Linked DNA regions of Sus scrofa: region 2 is linked to region 1. The links are chromatin contacts, called in public HiChIP or PLAC-seq maps. All regions are on one chromosome and are shown on one strand. The core of a region is the stretch at or near the end of the contact, and the rest is flanking DNA. Distances in the headings are between cores, read along the strand shown. Region 1 has its middle 55 kb from the start of SCEL. Region 2 overlaps SCEL (sciellin).

Evidence for each region. HiChIP or PLAC-seq counts read pairs in DNA pulled down with a chosen protein or histone mark.
Region 2: a contact with region 1 is called in an H3K27ac HiChIP or PLAC-seq map of alveolar macrophages. The contact joins two enhancer-like sites. A contact is called at or near these places in 8 of 47 Hi-C or Micro-C datasets (embryonic fibroblasts, epiblast stem cells, fibroblasts and 3 more) and 1 of 2 datasets of contacts at active chromatin or transcription factors (alveolar macrophages).

The regions. Positions count from the first base shown.
Region 1 is chr11:49,594,325-49,599,322 of Sscrofa11.1, reverse strand. No RefSeq gene overlaps it. Among named protein-coding and RNA genes, the nearest start is that of SCEL, 55 kb to the left of the region's middle. Within about 2 kb of position 2,407, at least 14 of the 83 cell types and tissues checked have an H3K27ac peak or open chromatin away from gene starts, as enhancers often do. A contact at or near this core is called in alveolar macrophages, where this site is marked.
Region 2 is chr11:49,677,206-49,682,203 of Sscrofa11.1, reverse strand. It overlaps SCEL (sciellin), which reads right to left. Exons shown (of 26, transcript XM_021065763.1): 4 at 4,619-4,687. Among named protein-coding and RNA genes, the nearest start is that of SCEL, 28 kb to the right of the region's middle. Within about 2 kb of position 2,238, at least 4 of the 83 cell types and tissues checked have an H3K27ac peak or open chromatin away from gene starts, as enhancers often do. A contact at or near this core is called in alveolar macrophages, where this site is marked.

The sequences.
Region 1 (4,998 bases), core at 1,158-3,657:
TGTTGGCCTGTCATGTGGTGAGTAGTATGGGCTTAGACTCAGTAAAAACTCTGTTAGAGAATCATCTACAGTTACCATTTGTTGGTTTGGGCTGTCCGGCACCCGACTCCTAGAAACAATCCAATATCATTTGGAGCAGGGCAGGGCGGGAGCGGGGGGAAGAATCCTACTGTGTGTAGCTGTAGGGATGGAACCTACTGCCCACACAGCAGCCAATGAGCCAATGCACTGTCTCCCTGCCCAGCCCGGTTATGTAGCAAGCCTTTCCCTGGGCTGAAACCAGTCAGACAAGTGTAGGCACAGCTGCAGACCACCCCCTCAAGGGAGCAGCAGCAGAAGCAGCGGCTTCAACATGCTGCTCTTCCTGCATAACCTGCTGTGCTTCTCAACACAGAGCTCTGAAGAGCACCTTGGCTTCTGCCTCTTTTCTAAGACAGGTCTTCCAGGCCCCAAAGATATGCAAGCCTCAGACATCCTTCCAGTGAATATCCTGCTGAGGTTAAATTAGGCAGAATCATTTTCTATTGCTTGCAAACAAGAATAGACTCAGACACCGTGTAGTTTTGGCTCTCACATCTGAGTTGCCTTTGGCCGCGGCTTTTACATCTGCGCCTTTGGCTACAAGCCCAATCATAATCCAATCCCCCAAGGCCCGGGTGGCAAGGCCACAGCACTGAAAGCATGGCAGCTTCTGTCAAAGGAGCCACCTGTGGCCTCTGTGCTCAGGAGGGAGCTGGGAGAATTGAGTCAGTGATCGGAGACTGAAGATATGTGAGAGAGAAGAGACAAGGATGGAACCAGGAAACAGGAGTGAGGTAGAGGGATGGGTCTTGGAAAACCAGAGGAGTCTCCTTAGGCTCCTCCCCAACTATGAAGGTAGGTGTGTCTGTTCAGTGGTAGGAACTTGAAGGTGTTATCGTAAGTGGAATTGCTTCCTCTGCGAGGTCACAGCCAGGGTAATCTGCTGACAGTGAACGTAGGGAGCTGCAGGGAAGATTGGAAGAGCAGGATGAAGACTTGGGAAAACCTTAAGAAATAAGAAAGAGGAGGGTGCTTCCTGGGAACAGGCAAAAGATTGCCGAGCTGCATGGAGGCAACTGTTTCTGTTTGCATTTGCTAATAGCAATTACCCACTTCATAGAGGAGTTTTCAACAAAGACCCCGACAAAGGAACACATAAGCCTTCTCTGAGACATTTTTAGTGCAAAACCAGGGACTTGGCAAAATCTAGCACATTTCACAAAACAGAAGACCTTTAACCTAGCTTCTCAATTTCGCAATTTTGCAGCTTTGGGACTTTTCAGAGTGACCTCTTTTGCTGACCCAGAAGGCAAAACTTACTGGGCTAAAAAAGAAAGTTTGAAAGAAGAGAGATTTTTTTTTCTTAAGGAATCTGGATTCTGTCTGATTCTGTTCATTTTGAGATTAAGAAATGGGTCCACTTTGCACACAAGAGTATAAAAAAAAATTTAGACAAAAGACTTTTTGGGGTCCTTACAGAAGCAGTAATCAGTAATATTATTCATGTTGACAAATTTATTCAAAGTGATCTTTATCATCATTGGTGAAAACTGTAGCTATCAAGACAATCTTTGCTGAAATTCAAACAGACAATGAAAGCTAATCTTTAAGGTCTCCGAAAAGTGACATTGCTTGGGTGTGGTTATGTTTGATGATTCAGCAGCCCGAATTAAATCTTAAAATGCCCTGCCTGCTGGTTCTGGTAAGCAACCGAATGGATCCATAAATTGTAGACTTTGAGTTAGATTGCTAGTTAGATTCATAAAGTAAAGATAAGCTTCCGACATGCCATAAGAAAATGAACTATTGCATTGGTTGGCATGTCCTGAAAGAAGACAGTGTCTGGATGAAATTCAACATGCTATTTTAGCTTTTGTCCCATTTTGAATAAAAACTGTTGGCTGAAAAACTACCTATTTAAATTATTGAAAGCCCATGATTACAAGTAAGCATCCTGGCTGATAATTAGAGAGACCGTAGAAATCATTTAAAGTAGAACTTGGATAGGATTCCAGAAGTGGTTTTCCCTTAAATTGAGTGGCACAGACAAAAGCAGTTTGTTCCTCAAAGAATGACTATTCTTAAACTATTGCCTTTGCTGATGGAGGCTGCACAGACATGGGTTAATTGACGTAACATGTCAGAGGTCTGGGGTTTTCTAAGTGTCGCAAAGAGAAGGCGAAATAGAGATTCAAATTTATCATTATTCTTTTGTTCTTTTCAAACAGGAAAGCACTGCAGTTTCAAGGACAACTCTCAGCATGCAGGGGTTTTTTTTGTGAGACATGGTAAAGAAACAAAAAGACAAATTCTCTTAAGATTCCAAACAGCCACTAGGGGACAGTCAAAACACTGGGTAATGGAGCAAGGCGAGTCCCTGGCTCAGAATCTTCAAATAAAAGCTGTTTTGCAGGATTTTAAAAGCATTTGATTGTTTAGCAGGGGAGTGGGGGAGAGAACGGGTATCTTCTTGATCGCATTAAAATGAACATTAATGGGAAAGAACAGTTAGACTATCACACCAGCCTGCAAGGATTTGTACTGGCACACATTCCCACGGCAGTGAGATGGCAGCTCAAAGTCTGCCCGTGCCTTAGGGACAACAGTTGTAGGACACTGACTCAGCACATAGGATGTCGTGAGGTCAGTCCCCGATATCCTCTGAATTAACGGTGCTTGCAAAACAACAAAAGATCAAGGCTAACAGACCAAAACACTAATCACTGGCATCGACCTTATGGGACATGCATAGGCAGCTGGACTGAAAGATCATTTGCTGTCTACATGTGTTTTTAATGTAAGTAATGTCTTTTTAGAGACCGAAGTCAGAATTATTACTCTAAAAAAATTCCCATAGCTCCATTTAACCCACGCTATTTGTGGGAGGTGAGGGAGAAATGACTCAGAAAATTGCTAAAATGCTTGTGAAAATGCAGATGAAATGGTGACAGACACTGAAGCACTCAGCTCTTATGCTTTAAAAAATCTTTCCCAAAAGAGAATCGGGCTAGGAGTGGGGAGGGCAGGAACAGGAACTAATTTGAAGCATGATGTAGAGTCCTAGACTTTACAGATAAAGAGGATTTGAAGGTCCTCAGCAAATAATATTTTCCATTATTTCCTGCCTATAATTTTTCTCTTAGCCATTTTAAAATTGGAAAAAAAAAACCCCCAAAACTGTATACCATGAAATCACATCCAAGAGGCTTTTTCCAAGTCAACCACTGTTCAATTGACCATGGAAATGTGGCCATAAATATAGTTTGCAAATGTTAAAGGAACTAAAGAATCTTTGGGGACTCTAGGCAATAATGTAATGAATAAGGACAGAATATCTAATTTCCTAAAGCAGAGCTCAGCCAGCCAGTGTTGGGACTTCCCTGAATGGCACCCTGGCTCCTTGGAGGAAAAAGTTTTAGGGACTTTGAGCTGAATCAATGGGAAATAACCACATTCTTGGTCCTTCAGAGCGAGATGACTAATCCTAACTTGTTGACAGTAAAAAGGAGTAAGTGTGATACTTAGGTCTGAGACAGTTTCTCCAACCATCTGTCTAAAACATTGCTGCCATTCATACACGAAACATATCTATGTACTCATATTTTTGTTGGGAAATACATACTTTTCATATGAATGCATAGAAAAGCAAAGCATTTGGTCTAATGGAAGCCATCTCACCATGGGTTTTATTTATTTATCTATCTATTTATTTATTTTTGTCTTTTTAGGGTCACACCTGCGGCACATGGAGGTTCTCAGGCTAGGGGTTGAATCAGAGCTGCAGCTGCTGGCCTATACCACAGCCACAGCAACACCAGATCTGAGCCATGTCTGGGACCTACATCACAGCTCACGGCAACGCCAGATCCTTAACCCACTGAGCGAGGCTAGGGGTTGAACCCGCATTCTCATGGATGCTAGTCAGATTTGTTTCCCCTGAGCCATGGTGGGAACTCCACTATGGGTCTTCTTATTATATTTTATTCTAATCTCCTCTCTAATAATCTATGCAACTTTGGGTTTGCCTTTCCTTTTCCTTCACAGAGCAGACTTGCGTGGCAGCAGTAGAATCAGACATGCCTCAAATATCTGGCTACTCATTCTTCTTACTGTAAGAGACAGGGGAATCTGAAGTACTGATTCATAAATTTCCTGATGAGGGCTTCAGTTACTGCATGGGTTCTCAGTACTCGAGAGGCTCCATATATCTGGTTCTATTGCAGGCAAAGAACCCAGCCTACACAGTGTAAATTTCAGGACAGGCTATAAAATAAATTAGTTACATGGAAAGGTAAAAGTTCAGATCCTAAAGTGCCTACAAGTTTGAGATTTGGGGTGCCCAGTTAAAACATGCATTGTTATAGATTCTAGAGATTCCTCTCTGAAGCTTCTCTAGTCTCACCAGGAGAGTTGTGAACCCCTGTAATTTCTAATAGTATCTTTCCAGATGGCCCTGTGTATCTTCTATTATAGTTACTGGACAGTCCTAAAAAGTAGGGTGGTGTCTCATGCACCACTCAGCTGCCCTGGACCATCTTTTACGTGTGTAATTCAATGAATGTTGATACCATGAATGAAATTGCAAGGATAGAAGGTCAACAAGGGATGGGACTCACCACACTTCCCTGGGCACTTCCGCCGCTGGTGCAATTTAATCCTCCATCCAGAGGCAAGACTTGGAGCTCCCAGGGATGGCTCTCCACTTTGTTCACAGGCATTGGTGCTGCCTCCCACCACACTCTCCAGACTTTGAAATATTCAACCTCTGTGCCAGTGACAGTCAACCTCATGGTTCTTTGATAGTTAACCTTGAGGTCTTTGAGAGTGAACCTTGAGGTTCTTGAACTGTTGGACAATATTAGCTGATACTCCTCCCCAGATGTATGGACTGCATCATGTCTAGCACAGCATCTCTCTTATTGGAGGTACTCTCTACAAGCAGAAGGAAGGGAAGAATGACTATATAGAAGATATTAA
Region 2 (4,998 bases), core at 989-3,488, 83 kb before region 1:
AAAGGGATCATTGTAAGACTTAACAATTTTTAAAAATGTTTTGTGGCATAGACAATGCTATATGTTTGCCAAACAGTTTATTTTCCTTCTGAGCACACAGGAAAGCTGTATTTCCCAATCTTTACTGCAATTAAGTTGCAGTATGATTGAGTTCTAAACTAAGGAGTGTGGTTGGAGTGTGGTTAGTTTGTGACTCCCAAACTCATCATAAAACATCTTATGTGATCTGCCATGCTCTTTCTCTTCTACCATGGCTATGCTGCCTACAGGTTGCAGGTGACAGCATTAAAACATGAAAAGAACTTAGGTCCCTGAGTCTTTTCATGGAGCTGAGACATCCTCTAATTTTCTAGCCAAACACACTGGACTCTGATGAGAGCGAGCAGTCATCTTCGTGCTTAGCCACAGATTTGGGGGGACAGGAGAGGGGCCTTGGTACAAGAGTTACTCCACCCTAGTGAATTTGTTTGCTTTGATCAGTCATTTAGTTAATAGGCTCTATAGGCCATCAGAGGTTTTAATCTATCTAACCTCAGGTCTGCTCGAGGAGAGCGGGTCTGGATAAGGGGTGTTTTGTCTGTCCTTCAGGACATAAGACAAATTAGGGATCCTGTAATCTGCATGCCAATGGGGGGCTCTCACGACTGCAACCCTTGTTCTTTTCCTGCCCTCCAGGTAGGAAAGTGCTTCCCACGATCTGGGACTGGTCTTCCGGAGCATTCTGCAGCCTTGCACAAAACTAGGATGGGGCAAAATTATGCTCAGGAAAACAAAAGGTCAGCAAGATTCTTCTGTAGATCTTGTACTATGGGTCTACTATAACTTTCTCTAAACTTTCACTTTTATCATAAATTTTAGTTCAGTTTTATATAAGCTCTTCCTGGGACACAATGCCCCAAACTGATAACTCTTGAATGCAAAAAGGAAGGAAAGTTGGAATTCTCCCAGAGCTCCATATTCTCAATAGGTTTTAACTTGTACAGAATCTGAGAATCCATGTATTAAAAACTCATGATGATCACTCAACATCATGGTCATAAGGCCAAAGACTATAAATATATTGCCTGCACTAATAGCTCCTGAGCCCCTGATGTGTGTGTGTATATATATATATATATATTTTGTCTTTTTGCCTTTTCTAGGGCTGCTCCTACGGCATATGGAGGTTCCCAGGCTAGGGGTCTAATCAGAGCTGTAGACGCCGGCCTACGCCAGAGCCACAGCAACAAGGGATCCGAGCCGCATCTGCAACCTACACCACAGCTCACGGCAATGCCAGATCGTTAACCCACTGAGCAAGGCCAGGGATCGAACCCACAACCTCATGGTTCCTAATCAGATTCGTTAACCACTGAGCCATGACGGGAACTCCCCTGATGTTTATATTTAAAGCGCTCTGCAGGAAACCACTGTGAATACCATAAATAAGATTCAGGTAATCCTAAATCTGAAATGTTTCTAGAAACTACTCCAAGTTTCTAGCTGTCTATGAGATCCTCATAGAAAATAAAAACAATCTTGGGAAATTGCTACTCTGATACACTGAAAATAACAATCTGTCTAAAGCAAACAGCACCTCAATTTCAAACATCCTCAAGGTTTAAATAAAGGAGAGTTCTGGTGTTAAAGTCAAATGAAGTTTGTAAAAATTCTACAGTGTAAATCTATGTGGGAAATAATTCTTGCAATAATAAAAAGAGCTACCTAGGACTCTTTGTCACTTATACAATTTTCTCTACTCTTCAGAACATCCCTACAAGGTAGGCATAGTTATTTCCACATTATAGATAAAGAGATGGAGTCTCAGAGAAGGTGTCTCGCTTTCTCTTGGCTACATAATCAGGATGTCATCTATTTCCAAAGTCTTTCCAGCAGGGTCCAGTGTTGTAAACCTGATTCTGTAGTGTAATTATTCCAACACTCATGATCAACACGTCCTCCTTCAGTTATTATTTTTTTGCATCCACAATCTCTCCCAGGCCACTAGGGGGATGTCTATAACCAATAACGGAAAGAACTCAAACCGTCATTCAAATGCAATCATCAATTTCTTATTACTTTGAGAGATTACCTTGGTAATTCTCTTAGAAACTAATTTTCTGCCAATGTGTGATATAAAATAGGTTGTTTTAATAGGAGTCAGTCTTGGGAACAGGAAATACCTAAGCTACGTAGTTAACAACATGATCAAAAGAACCAAAGGAAAAGTTACACTTCCACAACAGAACACTAGAGGGCTCCATAACCTAGGTTTTCCACATCAGGAGCCCACTTTCAGGGACTGGGCCAGATTGCATGCTATGTACACTATTATTTACTTATGTTTCTTTAGAACATGTCATATTTTACCCACAGATGTGTACTTTAAAAGGAAACTCTTCTGAGTTCCTGTCGTGGCTCGGCAATAGCAAACCTGACTAGTATCTGTGAGGATGTGGGTTTGATCCCTGGCCTTGCTCAATGGGATCTGGCCTTGCTGTGGCTGTGGTGTAGGCCAGCAACTCTAGCTTGGATTCAACCCCTAGCCTGGGAACTTCCATATGCCATGGTGGCCTTAAAAAGACAATCAATCAATCAATAGGAACTCGTCAAATGTAAACACTTTTCTCATATTCATTTACCATACGCATTATTATTGAAATGGCCCACACATGCCTGATATATTTGATCATCTTCCTCCTGAGATTATTTCACATTTTGGAGTGGCCTGGATGATGGGAGTCTGACTGCTGTTTTCAGGGAATGGCTTTATTTACTGACTCCTGTGTTCTCTCCCTCACATCTGTTGCCGCCCTTACAGAAATGGAGCTCCCTGCTGGAAGCCAGATGGCACTGTCCAGGGAGTAAGCAGACCAGGATACTCTTCCAAACATGCTGCCAAACCTCTGTGTAAACAAACAGGACATCTCTGGTCTCATTTTCCAGTGTATAAAATGAAGGGTTTGGGCCAGGTTGGTGGTTCTGAGCTTCGGCCATAATTCAAAATCATTTCATAAGCTGCAAAAGATGCCCGAGTCCAGGAGTCTCCATCGTGGCCCAGTAGAAACGAACCTGACTAGCATCCATGAGGATGCAGGTTCGATCCCTGGCCTTGCTCAGCAGGTTAAGGATCTGGCGTTGATGTGGCTGTGGTCAGCAGCTACTGCTCCAATTGGACCCCTAGCTTGGGAACTTCCATATGCCTCAGGTGCGCCCCCTCCAAAAAAAAGATGCCTGAGTCCCAGTGCAGACTTATTAAATGGAACTGAAGGAATGAGAGGCAGTGGCACCAAGTTATCAGTCAAGTTGAAAAGCTCTCTAGGTGATTCTCATTTGCTGCTGGGTCTGAAAATGACTCAACTGGCTTGCCTGTGAGGTCTGGTCTCGTCCATTGCTAATGTTCCAAGGCTCTACCTTGACTGGTCTGATATAAACTTTCAGACACACTGCCGACAAAGGCTTAGGTCTCCCACATTTCTTGGGACATAATTATCTCATTTGCAAATTCATTCCTAGGAGTAGGATTTCCTTCTTCAATTCACAGTGCAATAGGACAGTCTGCGAGGCCGAGCTGAACGGACAGAGGTCCTGCGACTCCTTTCTCCACCCAGCGCTGTGGAGATGGCATTCTGCATATACACTTTCACACACTGATGTTTGTGAAGGTCATTAACGATAAGAGAGATGTCAACTATCTGTCCGCTGTTAGGGAGGTTGCCTTGAAAACCCACAAAGACTTCAGGAACACATTCATTTGCTCTATAACTAACAACTGGCATGGTCTGAATACAGACTCTATGAGATACCGTAAGTTTCAGTATATGTGCGCCCAGTACAGCAGGTGCCATTTCTGTCTATAAGAACAGCTCATCTTTAGCTACAGGGAGTGGCATCAGCTATTAATGGCCTCAGAGATTCACTGTGTCTAGACTCCAAATAAAGATGTTAGCTTTGTTCTGGTGCCTACTAAGCACTCTATCAAATATAAGATTAAAATGTGACTTGGAGCATTTACACTTCAACCTGAATAGAGAGTCCTCAATTTTTGATACAGGGATGAGCTCTTCTTCTCTTTCCATCTAAGAGTGAGCCAATGACAGGCACAATGCTGTGGATTCATTCTACAGCCATGTGGTGACTCCACTGTGAAAGAGCAATTTCACTTTCTAAAGGAAAGAGCCAATGCCTTTATCCCAGAGGGGCTCAAAACTACTGTCGTTTTAAAATTTACAGTCTCTCTGTAAGGTAGTTATACTGAAACTGTTGTTTCTCTGCCTTTGGGGTGGAAAGACCAAAGTTAGAACAAGAACTGGCTATTCACACACACAAAAAAACCATACTCCCCATTTTCAATTGAATAGTCCCACGCAGGGGCCACCCCACTTCTACTCAAACCAGTTTTTGCAGAACTTTTCCTATTGATCTACTATTAGTGGGATTTTAGGAAGACAGTATCTCAGGTCAAGGTTTTGTGAGTTTTGAAGAAGAAGATGATTTCAATCTTTATAGTTCTTTTGTCCCCGGAGATAGAATATGGTTCAAAACTTACTTTGGTAAACATTTGAATACCTCATGCTCTATAAGAAACAGGATTTAATAAATGTGATGGATTCTGCTGGCATGGTACAAAACACCTTACCTGTCCAAAGTGTCATCAGATCTGTACCGACTGATTGTGGCTTTGGGCTCATCTCTCTCGTTTGCTTTCCTGTAGCAAAAAATAATTACAGAAAGATCAAATCAATTACCAAAAAATTGTTGATATGACCTATCACAGATTTGGGAAACACCTGCCTAAGCAGGTAGGAGATGTACATGTTACCAAGAAAAGACATGTTTGGAGTACTGAAATCTTTCCAGGCTTTGATTTGATAGGATAAATTAGAGCAGACCCAATTCCCCATGCTAATAAAAGAATTCTCCTCTAGGCCCAATTATTCTAACTACCATGTAACATATTCACTTTGGGGATAAGGATACGTAAAACAAGCAACACAACATGCAAAATGGTTAATAAAT